Regions from separate parts of the Mus musculus genome. Here region 1 is linked to region 2. Evidence: chromatin contacts called from public HiChIP or PLAC-seq data. All regions are on one chromosome and are shown on one strand. The core of a region is the stretch at or near the end of the contact, and the rest is flanking DNA. Distances in the headings are between cores, read along the strand shown.

Region 1 (2,700 bases), core at 127-2,626, 480 kb before region 2:
TAAGCTCTGGTTCTGGTTCTTCAGAATGGGTCCTTAGCTCAGTTTTTAAAAAAATTTTTAATAAAATATTCAAAATAAAATGCTATTGCCAGGTATGGTGGCACATGGCCTGTAACCCCAGCGTTTAGAAAGCAGAGGCAGGCAGAGCTCTGAGTTTTAGGATAGCAAGGGCTACACAGAGAGACCATACCCCACCTCCAAAAACAAGTGGGCCCTATTCCAAGATAAAAGGGTCCTTACATTAAACAGGGGATTTGGAATGGATTCATACACAAAAGAAGGTGAAGACAAAGAAAACAAAACAGCCCTTGCAGACAGCCTTGATCTTAGCTTGAGTCAATTCTGAGGCAATGAATTCCTATTGTTCACGCTACCTAAGCCCACAGTGTGTCATAATGCCCTCACAAACTATACACATACACAGGATTACATCATAACCAACAGTAGCAGAGGCTATCTATGAATCTATTCCAATGCAAGCAAATAACCTGAACTTATCAACTGGAATGAGATACTTATTTTTCATATAAAATTCCAAATGCATGATACTGTACTCTCAAAAATGACATGGGTAATTCCCACCCTTTAGATATTAGCTAGGAGAGTAATTTCTAGAAGACATAAACTAGGGCCAGCAGGATGGTGGGGGATGGAAGGTAGGGACCAGAGAATTGGGATGGGGTGAGGCTTTCATACCCAGCACAGCAGCAAAAACACGGGAGACAGACCCTGCCTTAACAATGTGTAAATAAAGAACCAATTCCTGGAGAGTTGTCTTCTGACCTCCACACACTCACTGCGATACATCCTCCTCAGTAAATAAGTAAATAAGTAAATAAATAAATAATATATAGGGCCCAGAGAGCTGGCTCAGCAGTTAAGAGCATTTGTTGCTCTTGCAAAGGACCTAGGTTCAGTTCCCAGCACCACATGGTATCTCACAATCACCCATAACTCCAGTTCCAGGGAATCCAACACTCTCTTCTGACTTCCACAGGTACCAGGCACACATATGATGCATTCACATACACACAGAGAAAGCATGCATACACATCAATATTTTTTATTAAATTTATTTATTCACTTTACAGCCCATTATCAGCCCTTCCTTTCCTCCCAGTGCCCCCTCATGTAAGTCCTTCCCCAATTCCCCTTAGAAAGGGAAGCCCCCCTCTGGCTGCCAACCCCCCTCCCCCACACACACACTACCATCCCCCCCTTACGACCCCCCTACAAACTTCTTATACATAGAAAAAAATACAAATTAGGTTGTCAGTAGAGAAAAATCTGAAACACACAACCTCAAACTGCTGTTGATCAAGGCCATGACCACCATGAGTCACAAGGTACTTTACCCTCTGTGGTCTTCCTTAGTCATAACCCAGTCTTATCATGAGAAAGCAATAAGGAAAACTTACAGTGAGGCATCCCACAGAATACTGACTAGTTCTCTAAAAGCTGGTGAGGTCTTGGACATAGTGGCATCCCCCAGTCCTCATCTCAAGAGCTATAACAATAAACTGAAACCATGGAAGTCCTTGAAAGGCCATACCAGAACGACCGAAGGGTCCACCAATGACAATCCTAACAGACAAAATGCCAAGAGCCTCTGGAATCCCCTACAGACAGGACCACAGCAAGCAAGACAGAAACATTCCCACTCAGAGGAACAGAGCCCAGCGCCAGCCAGCCACCTCCTCAACTTCACAAGAACAGAGGCCCCGATGAGTCTCTGGTGCTCTCGCGCCCTCTGGCCTGCAGACTCTGGTAACACACCTTCCTTCTCAGGTGTGAGGGACAAAACAAGGCCAGGAGTGAGGCCGGTATTTCCCAGGTGAGAAAGGCACTTCAGTAAGAGAAGGCAAAGTTAGAAGATGAAGATTTAAGAGATGGAGGAGGAGAGAAAGAACCACAAATAAAGAAAAAAAACCCCAGTAAATGCCGCAAAGGTAACAATTCCAGATAAGCAGGAAATTGAGTAAAGAATGAGGACAAGGGACCCAACGGGAGAGAGACTCAGATACTCAGAACAGGACGCAGACCCCACTGACAGTCAGGCAATGTGAGCCTGGAGTCACGCAAAGTCAGCACACCACTGTTCACTACAAAGAAAACAAAATGTATAGGAAAAGTAAAATCACCGCACATGTGTAATTCTGCACACTATCTACCTATGAAGACATAAGCAGTGAAAACTGCTTATACTAGCTGAGTATTAAATATTAGATAAATACTAGTTACACTGTGAAGTTACCCTAGGCAAATTTATCACTTTTGCACAGTCCACAGCTCCACACCAGGAAACCTCAAAGTCCACTTTCAGGTTGTGCCTTCCCACATCAGGTAAAGGAACCCAGATGATCCCCACAGCCAGGCCCACAGGCCAAACCAAGGCGCACAACCCCTCCTCCCCAGGCTAACTCCTAGGCTGTACCAATTTGACAATTAAAACTCTCACACAGGATTTTCCAATACACAGAATAAGATTATTTCAAATGCTTCACAATTTTTATTAACATGAACTAGAATTCACACAAAAATAGTCACTCCTAACTTTATCAACTATCAGCAACAAAACTGCTCGTATTGTCGCTAGGAAGGCAAGAGTCAAGGAAGAAAATCTATGCAAGCACACAAAATGGTTTCCTTGAAATATTAAAAAAAAAAATCCTTCAAGTAAACATTGACACACTAAAAATA
Region 2 (2,700 bases), core at 34-2,533:
TATTCTGGAGCCAGCTATGAATGGCCATGGTAGATGCCTCTCTCCAATGTGCTAACAGTTTGATGAAGTTGTTTTTGTTTTTTTTCTTATTTTTCGAGATAGGGTTTCTCTGTGTAGCCCTGGCTGTCCTGGAACTCACTCTGTAGACCAGGCTGGCCTCAAACTCAGAAATCCACCTGCCTCTGCCTCCCAAGTGCTGGGGTTAAAGGCATGTGCTACCACTGCCCAGCTTGATGAAGTTTTTATAGTTACAGAACAAAGTCATAAATCAAGACATTTAAAAAATATATTGGTGAGACTATTAGGTATGACTGCTGAGGGGGATAACTCCGATCTTAGGTGCAATCTGATGGCATTCTTAGCCTCTGGGTTGGAGGAAGCGTGTAGCCTGTTAGAACATTCCAGAAGGATTTACCTGAATAGTCACAAGGGTGTTACAAGGTCAAACATGGGTGGGCAATGAATGACTGTTAAGGGGCTAAAGATTGCCCAAGGGACTTGGGGTCCAGATTCATAGCATCCCGCTTTCCAATATTCCAAGCGTTAACCAAGCTTTGTGGGTCCTCCCTCCCTCCCTCCCTCCCTCCCTCCCTCCCTCCCTCCCTCCCTCCTTCCCTCCCTCCTTCTGTTTCTTTCCTCTCCCCCTTTCTTTCTTTTTCAAAGGCAAGGTTTCACTAAGTAGTCCTGACTGGCCAGGAACTCAGATCTGCTAGTGTCTGTCTCCAACAGGCACGAGCACACTGGGCTAGCCTTGTGGATGCTTTAACACCGTGAGATTCATTTATTTTTCCTGCTTGCTCAGTTCCCATAGGCAGGCGGTCTACCACTGAGTCACACTCGCCACCTGGTTCTGTGGACCCGATGTCTGTAGTTGGAGATAGGGGGAGTCCATCCACTCGCAAAAAAAAGTCTTTGTCTTTTAAGTTGAACACGCTTCACCAGGTCAGAGCTTCGGAGCTGCAGAGATTGCTCTCCTCATTTTCTAATAGCCACGTGTTCTGAACCGGTGCCCGGTGCCACCTCTGATCCTTGCCCCACCACTCCCTCCAGGGTGCACAATACCGCATTTATATCTTTTGAATGTGTACCATTTGAAAGCGCAGGGACAGAAGGCAGATGCAGGCACACCTTTGATCTTTCATCCTTGCGGGTTAAGTGAGGGCAGACACCTGGCAGCTGCGAACTGGAAACAAAATGATGCCTGGGACTGGAATGACCTGAAACGCTGCAGTGGCTGGGCCGCAGGGGCATGGAAGCTGACTCTGTATGCAGGCAGAGGACCTGATCTCGGGTAGCACCTTGAACGACCTGGCTGGGGCTGGCTGGGGCTCAAGGACTTACTAGGCAAGAGGGCAGAAAAGATCCGGCAGCTGCATTAAGCAAAGTCAACAAACTATGCAGAGATGGCAGCTCAGCACCGGTGCCGACGGGCTATTCCGGTGAAAGTGCATTTAGAGTGCTCTTGTTCCTTCGTGGTACTCTAAAGGATTCCTTTTAGGTACAGAGATGTCACAAATGCTTCAGGTTCCCAAGTCCTCGGCGGGACCGTATTGCCCCCTGGCGTCCATGTGCTGTTACTACGTCTTTGCCCAGGAAGCCAGAGCCGTCAATCACATCCATGAAAGGCGGAGCTTCCAGTTTTCCGCACATGGAGAAGTTTGGCAGTACAGGATTGAAAGGCAGTTTTAAACCCTAAGCCAGACCTGGGAGGGAACTTCGGAATTAAAGTTCCTCCTTCCCCACTCTGTGCCTGGCCTTCTGAATGTTCCAGAAGCTTCGAAAAGAAATAAGTCAGATTTGAATCTGCTGGTTTTTAATATTGGTGGTCGTGTGGTTACTGCACCCTGCTTCTTTTCAGTCAACTCAAAAGTGGCCCGGGCTAGAAAACCTTTCCTGACTTCTCTTCAGCGATTGCTTCGTGATAGGTGTTGGATGCCTCTCTGCTGTCAAGCTTCTCCGACTGTATGGGAAGGCAAGGGCATGGAATATTCCTGAACTGCATCTGCAGCCGCTGGGATGAGGCTTCTGTTCAGTAAAAACGTGTCCAGTAATAAACAGTTGCGTACCGTCCACACGGGGCGAAAGCATCAGGGCTTGATCAATACAGCAACCCTACCCAAGGCAAGAAGTCAACTTCTGGGTGGGAAAGAGAAGTGTGTTCATGTGTGTGTGTGTGTGTGTGTGTGTGTGTGTGTGTGTGTGTGTGTATGTGTGTGTACACACAGGTGTGTGAATGCACGTTTGTGTGTGTGGGGTGTCTCCTGGCACCTTCCCTTGTAGCCTGATATTTACATGGGTTCTGGGAATTGAATTTGAGGTCAGCATCTTACTGACAGAACCTTCTCCCAGTCAGTATTTTGTTCTGAACACAGCTATGCTTGCTTTTAGATTTTTTTCTTTTTTAACAACAACAGGCTCTCAGGTAGCCTAGCCTGGCCTCCAGGTCTAACCAAGGCTGACCCTGAACTCCTGATCCTCTGCATCTGCTGTTCATGTCCCGGGATCACAGACATCTGGTCACTGTGCCCTCCCTGCTCATATTACACATTGATTTATTAAACAGCATCATGGCAGAAGGCACGACTCCTGACTGTCAAGGGTTTACATTTTAGAGTCATACTGAGCCAACAGGTACCAATATTGTCTGCTATCCTTGTGACTTTGGGAAAAAAAAAATCACTTGATCTTTTTGTGTCTTTT

The links. HiChIP or PLAC-seq counts read pairs in DNA pulled down with a chosen protein or histone mark.
Region 1: an HNF4G HiChIP or PLAC-seq map of pancreatic cancer cells shows a contact between it and region 2. The contact joins two enhancer-like sites. A contact is called at or near these places in 15 of 39 promoter capture datasets (the 3T3-L1 cell line, 3T3-L1-derived adipocytes, the C10 cell line and 9 more), 17 of 484 Hi-C or Micro-C datasets (the C2C12 cell line, the N1E-115 cell line, embryonic fibroblasts and 7 more), 6 of 115 datasets of contacts at active chromatin or transcription factors (the SCID.adh cell line, embryonic forebrain, embryonic stem cells and 2 more) and 2 of 9 other capture datasets (adipose tissue and embryonic stem cells).

Annotation. Positions count from the first base shown.
Region 1 is chr17:71,190,892-71,193,591 of GRCm38.p6, reverse strand. All of the region lies in intron 1 of Lpin2 (lipin 2), which reads right to left. Among named protein-coding and RNA genes, the nearest start is that of Lpin2, 8.7 kb to the right of the region's middle. Within about 2 kb of position 1,376, at least 73 of the 459 cell types and tissues checked have an H3K27ac peak or open chromatin away from gene starts, as enhancers often do. A contact at or near this core is called in embryonic fibroblasts, pancreatic cancer cells and uterus, where this site is marked.
Region 2 is chr17:70,706,029-70,708,728 of GRCm38.p6, reverse strand. All of the region lies in intron 5 of Dlgap1 (DLG associated protein 1), which reads right to left. All of the region lies in intron 1 of Gm36746 (a long non-coding RNA gene), which reads left to right. Among named protein-coding and RNA genes, the nearest start is that of Gm36746, 10 kb to the left of the region's middle. Within about 2 kb of position 1,283, at least 57 of the 459 cell types and tissues checked have an H3K27ac peak or open chromatin away from gene starts, as enhancers often do. A contact at or near this core is called in embryonic fibroblasts, pancreatic cancer cells and uterus, where this site is marked.